3 separate regions of the Mus musculus genome follow, and regions 1 and 3 are each linked to region 2. The links are chromatin contacts, called in public Hi-C maps. All regions are on one chromosome and are shown on one strand. Each heading gives the region's core, a stretch centred on a gene start, on an enhancer-like site or on the middle of the called end of the contact. The rest is flanking DNA. Distances are from core to core; before and after follow the strand shown.

What was found. A called contact is a pair of places that touch in the nucleus more often than the background predicts.
Region 1: a Hi-C map of uterus shows a contact between it and region 2, with 4 times the contacts expected there. The contact joins two enhancer-like sites. A contact is called at or near these places in 1 of 484 Hi-C or Micro-C datasets (uterus) and 2 of 115 datasets of contacts at active chromatin or transcription factors (embryonic basal ganglia and neural tube).
Region 3: a Hi-C map of uterus shows a contact between it and region 2, with 2.8 times the contacts expected there. The contact joins two enhancer-like sites. A contact is called at or near these places in 5 of 484 Hi-C or Micro-C datasets (nephron progenitors and uterus) and 2 of 115 datasets of contacts at active chromatin or transcription factors (fibro-adipogenic progenitors and neural tube).

Annotation. Positions count from the first base shown.
Region 1 is chr7:37,044,003-37,048,243 of GRCm38.p6, forward strand. No RefSeq gene overlaps it. Among named protein-coding and RNA genes, the nearest start is that of Gm36830, 47 kb to the right of the region's middle. Within about 2 kb of position 2,974, at least 2 of the 459 cell types and tissues checked have an H3K27ac peak or open chromatin away from gene starts, as enhancers often do. A contact at or near this core is called in uterus, where this site is marked.
Region 2 is chr7:37,335,760-37,340,079 of GRCm38.p6, forward strand. It overlaps a transcript of Zfp536 not described here. Among named protein-coding and RNA genes, the nearest start is that of Gm30483, 9.9 kb to the left of the region's middle. Within about 2 kb of position 1,277, at least 96 of the 459 cell types and tissues checked have an H3K27ac peak or open chromatin away from gene starts, as enhancers often do. A contact at or near this core is called in uterus, where this site is marked.
Region 3 is chr7:37,063,217-37,067,715 of GRCm38.p6, forward strand. No RefSeq gene overlaps it. Among named protein-coding and RNA genes, the nearest start is that of Gm36830, 27 kb to the right of the region's middle. Within about 2 kb of position 1,580, at least 6 of the 459 cell types and tissues checked have an H3K27ac peak or open chromatin away from gene starts, as enhancers often do. A contact at or near this core is called in uterus, where this site is marked.

The sequences.
Region 1 (4,241 bases), core at 1,724-4,223, 290 kb before region 2:
ATCACCATGAGGAAGGCACAGCGACACTCCATGGCAGGTAGAGGCGTGACACAGGTGCTTGGTGGCTGGCAGGAAGCAGAAAGAACCAGAGGAGGACAGCTCCCACCAAATGAAATCACTTTGATCCACTAGTAGTCCCCATGAACTCCAAAATAGTGTCCCAAGATGGTGGTTAAGTGCCCACAAATATAAGCCAGCGGTGGCATTCTGGTTCAAGCAAGAAGAGAATTGTCTATCACCTGTGTTCATTGACTTTCAGCCTGGGGGGTTTGCATCGTACAGGGGACACCGTGGGAAAAGGGCAGCGTCCCCCTTTGCTTTTTGTCCCTTTTTTCCTAGGCAGACCCATCGCTGCCACCTCTTGGTTATCTAATGAGGCCACTGAGCACATCTTTGAGAGTCTGTTTGCTAATTGAGATTACGGTTTCTAACAGTGTTTACTAAAAAAGAGAAGAGAGGGTCTTAGTGGCTCTTCAGAGACATCCCGCCATGCCGTTCTGTTAGCCTCAAGTACCCTGCCCTCTCAAGAGCCTTCATCTCTACAAAAAGCAACAATCATCAGAATAATTATGAAATGGAAACTACTTTCTTTTCTGACTGTGTACCCTGTTTTCCTCCAAGCAAGGGCTCCGCTTTCATCTGGTACATAAAAGAGCAATGGCTCTCTGTTGAAGGAAGACACATGGACTATCTAATTAGCATTAAAATGCTGTCTCTCATCATTAGCTTCATTCACACTGGAGGTGCCAGCTCTCCAGAAAGAAGCACAGAAGCAATGACCCTAAGCTCCCATTTTTCTTTTCTTTTCTTTTAAAAAAGAAAGAAAGAAGGAAAGAAAGAAAATTAAAGAAGTCCAAAGACCGTGATGTGGTGCCCACTTGAGAGGCCCATGGTGCTGAGTCCAGTGCCCGTGGTGACCTCCCCACACCAACTTCAACTGTCTTTTTGTTGTTGTTTTGAGACAGGGTTTCTCTGTGTAGCCCTGGCTATCCTGGAACTCACTCTGAAGACCAGGCTGGCTTCGAACTCAGAAATCTGCCTGCCTCTGCCTCCCAAATGCTGGGATTAAAGACATGCACCACCACTGCCCGGCTTCAACTATTGTTTTTAAAGCTGTGCTTACTTTATTCTTTTTTATTATTTATTTTCTTTATTTATATTTCATGTATTATCCCCTTTCCTAGTCTCCCCTCTGAAAATCCTCTATCCCCCCACTGTTTCCCAACTCACCCACTCCTGCTTCCTGACCCTGGCATTCCCCTATACTGGGGCATAGAACCTTCACAGAACCAAGGACCTCTCCTCCCATTGATGACCGACTAGGCCGTCCTCTGCTACATATGCAGCTAGAGCCATGAGTCCCACCATGTGTTTTCTTTGATTGGTGGTTTAGTCCCAGGGAGCTCCTGAGATACTGATTAATGTTCAAGAGAGTTTTGCCTGCATTATTGCTGCACACCACATGCTTGATGCACCCATGTAGGCCAGAAGAAGATGTCAGATGTCCCTGAACTGAAGTTTCAGATGGTTGTGAGCTACCATGTGGGTGTTGGACGCTGAGCACAGGTCCTCTGCAAAATCAGCAAGTGTTCTAACCTCTGATCATTCTCCCCATACCAGCTCCCCTACCCCCGAGTGCTTTCTGACACCAAAAGCCCCAACACAAACACACCTGCCACCATTTCTGGGTGTTTTTCTACCCTTGAATATTACCAAAAGGACTTGCAAACACTGTAGTATATCTAGAGCTGTAGTGTATCCATGCAAGTTTCAAACCGAGCCCAGTAGGACAAAATTTGAGGTACTCTTTGAGATGCAGGTATTGCAGGTCTTATACTCAGCTTCAGAGTAGACTCTAGGTAGCCCTTGGTGAATGGGGTCTAACCTCTAGCTGGAATGTATTAGGTTGACTCAGAGACATACAGAGGTCTAAACTGGTCTGGCATGGAAGATATTTGATATTTAAGGACTGGCTGGGGCCAGATGATACCACAATATCCATGATTACATCGTTTCTATGGATACAGCCCTATCTACTGAAGGGGCTCTCTCATTGCTGCCAAAAGCCAATGGCATTCTCTCTTTTTGTGTTGTTGTTCTTGTTGTTTTGCTGAAACATCTAGTGAGGTAGCCTGGGCTAACCTGGACCTTCCTATGTAACTGAGGCTGGTCTTCTCGAATCTTGGAATCCCCCTCCTTACTCCTCCCAAGCGCCGAGGCTACAGGCACACCCCACACCTGGCTGTAGTGGCATCCCATTTATATCTCCTCTATCTATTAAAATAAGAAACCTGTTGGGCTCCTTGATTGCTGTGACGTCTCCTGAGAGAGATTCCCAGCAGAAGACAGTACGATATATTTTCAAAACACATTACAGGAGCACTCCAGACACATCCCAATCCTCTGTGGTCCTGAAGAATGAAATTCTCCCATTTCATCAAAATACTGCAAGATTGAGGGACATAACCATGGGTTTCCATTCCTCCTGTGCCACTTTCTTGTTGGGTTTCTCTTATTCTGACTCCCTAGTTAGGATATCCCTTCCTCAAATGCTCTCTGAGCAACTATGAGAGAGCCGGCTGAACTATCAATACTAGCAACACTTCTGAGCTTTAAAGCCGGGATTTACTAAGCTAGCAGAAATCCTAAATCAGAAGTCTCAGCAGACACTGGTGTGTGCAGGCTTCCTGTGCTCTTCAAAGGGATGCCTCCAATGCCCACGTCATCCTTAGAGTCCATAGATTTTTTTTTATTCTAGATTCTGATCTCCATATCGAGCTTCTGGGTCCTTCTAGGATCCAGCTATGTGGGAAAGCCTCTGGCCATCCTTTATCTCTTGTAGTTTTTTCCTCTTCCCTCTTTCAACTTCCTTTCTTCCTTTAGTTGCTGTGTGAAACGGTTATTGTAGTAAGAACCAGTTAGAAAAGTGACTCAGTTCTTTCTTCCTTGTGTCTGCACTGCTGGAATGCAGCTCTGCTCCTCTTCCAGTAAGAGACAGAGTCTGTTTTCCTTCCCCTTGAATATGAATACACTGTTGTGTCAAGGTTCAAATAACGTAATAAATGAGAGGGCACATGAGTTCCAGGGCTAGGCTTCTCAAGATGCTTTCAGGAATTTTAAATTTCTTCCTCCTCCTTTTCCTCATCCTCGTCTTCATCTTCCTCCTAGTACTTTTATTCTTTCTCTTCTTTCCCTTCTTGTCATTTTATGTGCATGGGTGTTTTGCCTGCATGTATGTCTGAATACCACATGCATGCCGGGTGTCTGCAGAGGCCAAAGAGGATGTCAGATTTCCTAGAACTTGAGTTCAACTAGGTGATCAGCCATCATGTGGGTACTGGGAATTGAGCCTTGATTCAGAAGAGGAGAAGGCAGTGCTTTTATTAGCCGCCGAGTCATCTCTGCAGCCCAGCTTTTAGGATCTCTTGAGAAAGATCCCAGGCGCTTTTGGTAGAAGATAAGAGAACGTACGCAGCAGAGTCAAGTTGGTTAAGTCCTTTCTGCAGCAGCTACGCTATACAGGCAAGTCTCATGCTTAGTCTCACCTCGTCTGAGCAAAATCACCCACCTGAGCCCTAGACGCATGAGAAACCATGTGGTTCTGGATATCAAGTCTTCCCATTGGGAATCGTGATGCCGTGACAGCAAACAGACACAGAAATCTGCTTCTGAAATTGGGCAGCAATGCATTTGGGACAGAGGGACCTACAGGGGTTGAACAAACATCCAGGAAACTTGCTTGACAAAGGCAGGAAAAAAAGATGTTTAGGAAATGATTCAAGGAGAAAGAAAATGAGCCACTTTGGTTAAGAAATGACCAACTGGAAAAAATGCACCTCTGTGGTATGGAGCAAGATCAGATATACACTGATCTACTTAGGGCTTTGGAAAGATGATTTTTAGGAAGTTTTGAAGGTAGTATTTGGTTCTGCCTGGGTGATATGATAAGAATTAGAAAGAAAAAAATACTAATAAATGTTAAAGAAAACAGTGACCAGTTTACAGTGAAAGAATTTTGTCAACTTTAGAGGGCAGTAAACGTGATGGATTAGAAGACGATTCTTTTATCTCTCTTCTCCCTGGTGGAAGAAATAGTCCCAGAACCTGCGGTGTTTCTGCTCCTGGTTCTGTGTGAGATGAGGAGGCATGCTTTACCGATTCCTTCCACTTCTTGTAAGCATTAAGTCTAAGCATTAACACATGGAAAAGCCAGGTAATAACTTAGAAAGCAAATGTTGAAA
Region 2 (4,320 bases), core at 27-2,526:
TGTGTTGGGGGAACCCTGTAGATGGCACCTCTCTAAAAACTGGGGTCACCTTCTGCCAGCTGCAGTGCCATTCTAGGTCCTGAGGTCAGAGAATGTGTGATAGAGAATTATAGACACCCCATTCCTTAAAGGAATCCATGCCTGCTGGTTACTCACCCCCGGGGCCTTCATCCACGGGAGATGTATGGACATGATATTTTGAAATCTGCATTTTCCTAGCGTGCTCCCTTCCCTGCAACTAGTTCTGGAACAATGGAAAATGGTGTAGAAAAAAGACAGAAACATAAACTTTCAGACTGCTGGCTGCTACTGTGGCACGCCTATGAATGAGTGAGTGAGTGAGTGAATGAATGAATGAATGAATGAATGAATGAATGAATGAATGAATGAATGGTGCCCTCAGAAAGGTAGCTATCTCCCCACCCCACCCCTCTCTCATGGAGTCACAAAAGAAACACAATTCCTTTCTTCTCTTTTCTTCCCCCTAATAAAAGGCTCTTTCTAAAAATCAAAGGTGTCAGACTTTGCTCTCCCTTGCTGGCATGATCCAGAAGATGGCTGAGGAATGACAGATGTCGGCATCCAGCTGCAATGAAGCATGCAAAAGTTTCTCTCTAATCCACTTATTTCTCTGTAGTCACGTAAACCAAAACAAATGGGCAGGGCTTTACATTAGGATGGCAGGGTGGGGGTGGGAGGGACGGGAGGGACCCAAAGCCACAGCACTAGGACTTCCATTGCATAATGCAGCCTCCTCCACGCCATCTTGCTATGATTTTTCCCTCTGCATAAGGAAAAAAAAAATCTCCCTATAGCGTGAAAGGGTCCCTCAACGCAGGGGATCCAGAGAGTCAGCTCCTATGTCCTTTTGTCCCATACAAGATGACATTTCCCAAAGGGGCAGTTGTAAAGGCAGGATAAGGGCGTCATTAGCACAGGGAGGCCGCAGAACAAGCACCCACACGCAGGTACACACAAGCACCCTGTGACACACACATCACACACCAACACCCTGCTAAACTAACAGGATCGGTTTAATCACCAGCACCGTCGTTTTCAACTACTTGAATAAATCCAGGGGAATTATAAACGAAGCCCGTGTGTAATTAAAGTGAGGGTTGTTAGACTCTTCATTTAATAAAACACTTGAAAAGAAAAAGCCCTGGTAGGTCTTTTTCAATGCCAGGGGAAGCCGAAGGGGAGGGGCGCGCGCGCGCGTAGGCGAGAGAGGCCGGCCTCTTTTAGCGTGTAGCTGCGCCCACCTTGTGAACCCATTCCCCTTTCAATCTTGTAAGGAGCTGGGAGGGCGAGGATCGGGTCTGGGGCTCTGTCACCCGCCAGCAGTTGTAACAGCTGCGAAGCGCTCGTTTCAGTGCAGGCGGCAAGGAGAGATGTGACGGATTTCGCCCATGGCAGAATGGCGTTCCGTTTCTGGCCCTTCAGGCAAAAACAGTAAAAGAAAATTCGAGATTTCCCCCCTTAAACTTCCCACAACAACCTCAGCAGAGCCACATGACTCGCCTTCTACAATCTTCCCTGGTGTGCTCACTGCTACTTTGGCAGGAACTCAGAATTACTGTTACATAAATTCCATCTGATGCCAGAGAGACCATCTGTGAGCGGGAGCTGCTTCACCTACGTCTGCCTGCAAAGCCACTCTCCCCGAGACAAGGGAGAAGGGGGGAAAAGAATTTGATTAATTTGCAGAATGCTTGTGATTTGCTCATATATTATTATAACTCCTCATCAGCACATGACAAATCCCCAGCCCTGGGTGCAGGCACCCGTTTGATTCCAGCAGTTTCTTGCGTCGACACCTGACAGACTGCGGAGCTTCTAATGACTTTCAGATGCTTACAAACAGTGATTCTATCTTCAGAATAAAAAAAGGGGGAAAAATTCCATAGGAAGAAAAGAGGAGTGCACTTCTTCCTCTGGCGCAGTTCCTTCCTGGGTACCAACATTGATTTAACTGGGAGGGTGGCTGAAGCTTCTAGAAAGGGGCCCTCCCAGGCCCCACCACGGCTATGACCACACTGCACATAGAAACAAAGACCCCCGGATTCTGGAGGGCAAGTCAGCCGAGGCCACACTCCGGTGATGCCAGACGGTGCCCAGGTGCCGGCCAAGGCTAAGACGGGGTACTCTCTCCCAGCTTCTGCGTTTCAGAACCCTGGTAATTTTGTCCACTTTTAACACACCGATCATCTCTCGGCTTCTACACACACACATCTGTGTGCTGACTGCAGTTTGGTTCCCGCCTCCCCCCCCCCTCCTCCTCTTCTTTGCTTTTAAAACTCTGATTATGCCTCCAAACCTCTGCCTCTGTACTTGATTGCCTGTTTTAGATTAGAGATTTTTAGCCAGGAGACAAAGACTTCCGAATGCACATTAGTCCTGCGTATGAGGACCCACAGAAGGAAAAGCGATAAAACGCAACGTGCCATCTGTCCACAAACAATAACCTGTGTGTTTGGAGGCTCACAAATTACTTAGCACAGAACCTTCCCAAATTACAGAGCCTTGAGACAGAGCAGAGCTGCGAGTGAGACCCTCTTTGATGTCCTTCGGTATTTCCCACCCCCTTGTGCTCGCCCCCCAAATTGATTGCTAACAGTTGAGGAATGTCTCCGTGACAAGTAGATTTTTATTATCTGCATCTTCCCGGTTACATTTGGCCTGGGACCCCAGCAGGCGTGGCTCCCCCCAGCTGCAGCTGCTTGGGACAAGGGGCCCAGATGCAGTCTGTCTCCTGCGTGTGGTTGTGAGCTTGGGGCGGGGGCGGGGGGGGGGGCGGGGGGAGCAGGTCTCCTGATCAGGTCCCCTTTTGATACAGAAAGATCCCAACCAACTCTGCCTGCCCAGAGAGCCAGTCAGATGGCTCTGCTCAGGAAAAATAGTCAAGGTTTTGTTGGAGACACGGTTAGTCTGTTCAAATTGCCCTCTTGCCCACCTTCAGCCTTCTCTCCAGAAACTGTCTGATACCCGTCCTTGTTCTGACTCTAAGAAACAGCCTCAGGAGCCCACGGGCCATCAAAGACTCATAATGGTTAGCTAGTGTCTGTGGTTCCTCCAGAAAAATGCCTTATGAAATGATTTAGTAAAATGGAAGGCAGGGAAGAGCACGCGCATTGCTAAAGGAGGGGAGCATTTCTGTTTGTGGCTGGCTAGCAGGTTGACTGGCACTCCGTGCCTTTTGTTTGTAGGGCACAACAGCTGTCTTACCTAACCTGGCCCAACCCTTGTGTGGCTCCCCCGTGGCAAATCCTCCCACTTCCTGGAAGTGGAAACTGAGGTTCTGAGAGAGTCCAGTGTGAGTCTCAGGGAAGTTGTGGCGGCTGACTCCTGAAACTAGGCAATGGCCCTGGGCCACAGATGAACCCCCAGGTCCTGTTTTAAAGATAAGACCCTAAAGCAGCAGGAGGGATTAGTGGCATCCAGTGAAAAATGCCCGTGGTTGCTAGGAACAACCAGACAAGGGTGGACACTGCAGATGGAAACCTGTATGTCTTAACAGAGTTTCCAAATAGACACATCAATACACACATGAACACATAGACACACACACACACACACAGAGAGAGAGAGAGAGAGAGAGAGAGAGAGAGAGAGAGAGAGAGAGAGAGAGAGAGAGAGAGAACCTGAATATGACTGAATATGAACTATTAACTCCGTGAAGCCTCGTTCCCAGACTCACTTCAGTATAGAGACTCAATATTCCAAGTCTTCTCTGGACAGGGGGACTTTTTGCCTCTACTTGGGGGCTCAGTCTTATAGGAATGTATAACCCTCGACTGTCCAGCAAAGCCAGGCAGCCGGTAGCCTGGTAGATGATGGTGATCAGGTAGATAACCCATCAGGAGTCCTGGAGGTTCTGAGAATGCACTAGTTTTCATGGTAGACTCTTTAAATCTGAACTCAATAGAGACAAACTTTAAGTAAGGTTTGGCTGGAATGCACCGGGGTGGGAGCATGTCACTTGAGTTCAAAGAAACAGATATTTATTTGTTTTAATACGCGATGCCAAATGGCGAGCCACACTGCCATCCCAGCATCCCAGTTGCTTTCTGGTTCCAACAAAGAAACCGGTCCTGTGTTTCTTAGTCTCAAATCACAGGCAAGGACATTCTATGGGTTTGTTTGTTTGTTTTCTGCCACTGCTACGGTCACTGTCCTCATTTACATATGGATCCAGATTTATAGTTAGCAAATCCTACGTGTGACACAGAGAGATGGAGAAGGAACTTCAGGGGGCTTCAGCTGGCCAGAGAGGGTGGCCTCTCATCTCTACTGTCTGTCTGTATTCTAGCCTGGAACTCA
Region 3 (4,499 bases), core at 330-2,829, 270 kb before region 2:
TAGTCACAGGAACTCAAGGGAAGAAGACTTTAGTTCTACCTTTTGGTTTGAGAGAATGAAGAGTCCATCAGGACAAAGCAACATGGCAGCAAGTGGAAGCCAGGGCAGGAAGCTCACATCCTTAATCACATAAGACAGAGACAGTAAAGAGGAAGTGGAACAAGATCATAACCCTTCAAAGCCTACTTCCAGTGACATACTTCCTTTAGCAAGGTCTCACCTCCTAAACTTTCCCCAAACACCAACTGAGAACCAAGTGTTCAAATGTCTGAGCCTATGAGGAACATTCTCATGAAAACACACCTCTCTCCCCTGCTTCTGTCTGTCTTTCTCCCTCCCTCCCTCCCTTCCTCTCCATCCCCTTCCTCTCTCTGCTTTCCATGTAACTTGAGGCGATTAATTTGTTCTCCTCTCTACAATTCTGGCGTGATGTTCTGCAGCATGCCTGGGAGTGAGACAGCCATGGAAAGAACCCTCTGATACCATGAGTTAAAACAAATATCCCCTCCTGGGAGGTATTTGCGTCAGGTATTGGCTCATAACAACACAACCAAACTGAGGCAATTCCTCTGAGTTGAAAGCAAAACTTCTTAGGGTCGCCCTGGGCCCACTGAACACTGTAGAATATGGAGTTGCCTTTGGCACAAGGACTGAATCCAGAGCCTCATCCTCACGAGTTAAGTTTAGAGGTCCAGGATCACCTGCTTCTCCTGGGCCCAATGCTTCACATGTCCTTCATTCTCCTGTGCCCTGGTTCTTAGGGTTTAGGTATGAGTAGCTGAGAAAACACCCATTGATGCACATGAACTTTTTCATTTGAAGAAAACTGAGCAGCTTCCAAAGCCTCTGCAGCTGGGACTCCTGAGCATCAGAATTGGACATATTTCTTGATGGCAATACCAAACAGACCCAGGTTTCTTGATGGTAAGAAGCAGAGACATGCTAGCAAAATTACGGACAGAAGAGCTACCAAGTTGCTTAGAGAACTATGGATCAGGGTGTATGGAGAACAAAGCTAAACAGTCCAGTCCCGCTAGCATGAGCTTCACTTCCAACCATCCCAGCCAACATCCTTCTGTCTGCTCTGAAGTTTAAGAGGAAAGAATACAATTGCTTGTCTTCAGGCCACACAACCTGACTGTTGACATTAGAAAGAAAAGACTATGCTTGCAGGTGTGGGTTCAGGGGTCCTCATTTCTTCTGTAGGAAGAGGACAGTGGATCTGCATTCCCTATTCCACCAACTGCACATTGTAAGGGAGATGCTATTGTTTCAGGGTTACTGCAGCAGGTCCGGCATATGGACCCAGGTATTTCTAATGCAACGGTCAAGCTAGAAGCCACCACATAAAATGAGCAATATCCTCCCGTGTAGACAACAGATTCAGGACAAGCCAGAAAGTCAGACTTGAGTTTAAAATTCCCCAAGGACCACTGTGCTTTGGCCACACATGGAGAATGTGCCAGGCCCATCCCTCACAGCACCCTGCGCACTCTCCTTCCCCCTCTGCTAACCATTGTAAGGATCCTCCCTTCCCCTCACACATAGGGACACCAGGCTGTATGCCCGAACTCTGTCCACTCCAGTTGCAAACTGCAGACCCTTGGCCCTGACTCCAAGCCAGGGTGTGTGGTCTGCACTTGGGAGGTTGGATCCGAGGAGGAGGAGGTCAGCAGAAATCTGGAAGAGTGGGATTAGGGCCATTTGGCAGGGAGCCCACAGGGCTGCCGTGGTCTGGAGAAGAAGGCCTATTCTAGCCATATCCCACTGTCCAGTGGGGAATTCTGTGGCTGCTCTGGGAAGGCAAGACTTAGGTTTTTCTTGTTTATGGTTAAGAACAAAATTGCACTGTTAGAGGGAGTAGGTGTGGGGAGAACAAATGAGCAAACAGCCATTCATCATTGAATGTTGCTCCTCTCTGCAAATTTGGGGCTTCTGGTGGACCCCCACAGCCTGTCCTTGGCTATCTGTGCTCCTTCAGCCCCATCCCACGCCCTGGCATCTGAGCTCTTCTGAATTCTCCCTTGCTCTAAGGAGTTCCCCACACAGGGTTCCCAGCCATGGGGGTGGGGTCCTCTGTGGATGCAGAAGTGGGTCATCTGAAAGCTGAATTGCTACTTTCACGCCACCCAACACTGCTCTTCCACACTTTATCCTTTTAAGAGCCCCTCGGCCTTCCTTCTGGCAATCTCTGAAGCCCTCATGCTCCTTATTTGTGAAATCCCAGAGGAAGGAGTTTGAACTTGATCTCAGTTGCTGCCCACAGGATAAGGGACTGCCCCACAAAGAAACCTTCCCCAGCCTTACTTCCATGACTGCTCTCCTCAAATAAATGTGTACAGACACATTGGACCTTAGGGCCCTTTCTAGCTCCGTGCTCAAGGCCCAACTATATACCTACCTTCTCTGCTGAGAGTGACTTCTACCACATTCACGATCCTCCTGCCCTTAGGGCTGACCTCAAGTCCCAGGTCCAGCAAAGGAAGCTTGTGGCTGTAGCAGAGCCTGTCCTTTCACAGCCTGTACCCCAGGCTCTGCCCATCCACACCCTGCACCCCCAGGGCCCTGGATCCCCACCTGGAGCACTCAGCATTATATATATTTTGTTCTTACCACCTGAGATATTTTTTCCTAAGTCTGTTGCTGGAGTCCTCTATGCTATCACTAACTCAAGCTGTTTGGCTTAAATTATCTAATTCCCAACTCAAGGCCATGCTGAGATCCTTCTCAGCTGCCCGTCTTACTGGCCTGGAATCCAAATCTCAACTACATATTTCCCTTCCATTTCAGACAGAGAGCTTCCCTTATTGCCGAAGGAAAGGCAGTTTCCTCTCCCAAACTGCATCTGGCTGTAGAGGTGCCGGGATTACAGATGTATCCTCCATATCCTACTTTTTATGGGTAGTGTCAGGATTAGAACTCAGCTTCCCATCCTTGGTATGACCATCCTTTTCCCCACAGTCATTCCAACCAGCAGAGTGAGCTGTATGTAGTTGGGTGTGCCTGCAGAGTCAGAGCAAAAGCATCTTGGTATTCTCTTGGACAGTTTTTGTGGTCTACCCATCCATCCATCTCCTTGTCTACCCACCTTCTCTCAATTCTCTATTTCCTGTTGCCCCTCTTTCCCTTTCATCTTCCTCTTTGCTTAGAAGGAAACTTACTGTAAGACAACTCTGCCCAGCAACTTTTATAAACGGTACCCAACATTTATCACATTTGTGTTCAATATTTTTCTTACATATAAAGACCTGACAACCTGCTCCTCTATGATAGATGTACTTATTTTTTCTAAACTATCACTAACCAAGCATATCATTTTCATACAGTAAGTGTATATTCAATTTTCTACAGTTTTGACTACTAAACAGGCTTACTAGTGAGACAAATGACAGATATATTGCAATATTAGCAAAGGGTCCCTTAAACCCGCGTAAAGCTGCAGAGTTAATGTTTATTCCTATTGTACAGAGCTGAGAAGATGAAGCGGGCCTGGCTGGTGGAGTGTGTAGCCTTGTGTGTCTTTTCTCTTCTTGCACATGTGGTTCCCAGCTTGCAGATCCTGACATCAAAATCTAGGGTGGAGAGCCCGCCCATATTCACTCTTCATTCTGCAGAGTGCTCTAATATCTCTGTATTTGTTTTTATCCTGACCCTAAGCCCAATGGTAGTAGCTACTGCTAGATCAACTTTTCCCTGCCAAAGGAAGCCTCTGAGCTGTCGCTGATGGACTAGTGTCAATGCTGTGAGACATGGCTTCCTCCCATCAATCAGGAGCACTTGCCATACACTGCAGCTGAACCCAGTGCCCCATTCTAGCTTTCCCTTCCCAATTTTTCCACACATTCATAACTTGAGTTTTTACTGTTGGAAACATTCAGTCTCATGCACAAACTTGTCCTCACCTTTAAGAATCATCAACCCCAGTGCTGACTCCAAGGACTGGGTGATTTAGAAGCCCAGAGTAAAGCCTGAGCACCCCCATGGTCAGAGAGAAGAGAGTTCTAATAACGGAAGGCCAGGAAGGAGGCAGACTTTGAAATGGACTTAGCATTGGTTCTGGAGCCTTGCTGGGGTGAGAGAGTCGCTAATGGATCTGCTGCAATTCAGCCACAGAGATGATGTACGAGACTCGTCTCCTGACATTGAATCAGGTCACTGGGCCCATTGGATGTGATACAATGTCAATGGAACTGTTATGTGTTATTGATGTCAGCCACAGAATAGATAAAAACATTATAAAAATAGCTTTTGTCGCCATTTACATTTTTTTTTCATAAATGGTGAGAAGGTTTCAGTACTCCACTGCTCAGAATGAAGCAACAAAGGATCCGATTTCAGCCCCTCAGGAGACTGGAGGATCTGAGGAGGTCAGAGGGAGGCTGTCCATCCCAAGGAAAAGCTACTGAAGACAATGGATGAGGGGACTCCAGCTTTTCCAGGAAGGAAGGAAGGAAGGAAGGAAGGAAGGAAGGAAGGAAGGAAGGAAGGAGAAAGTGTGT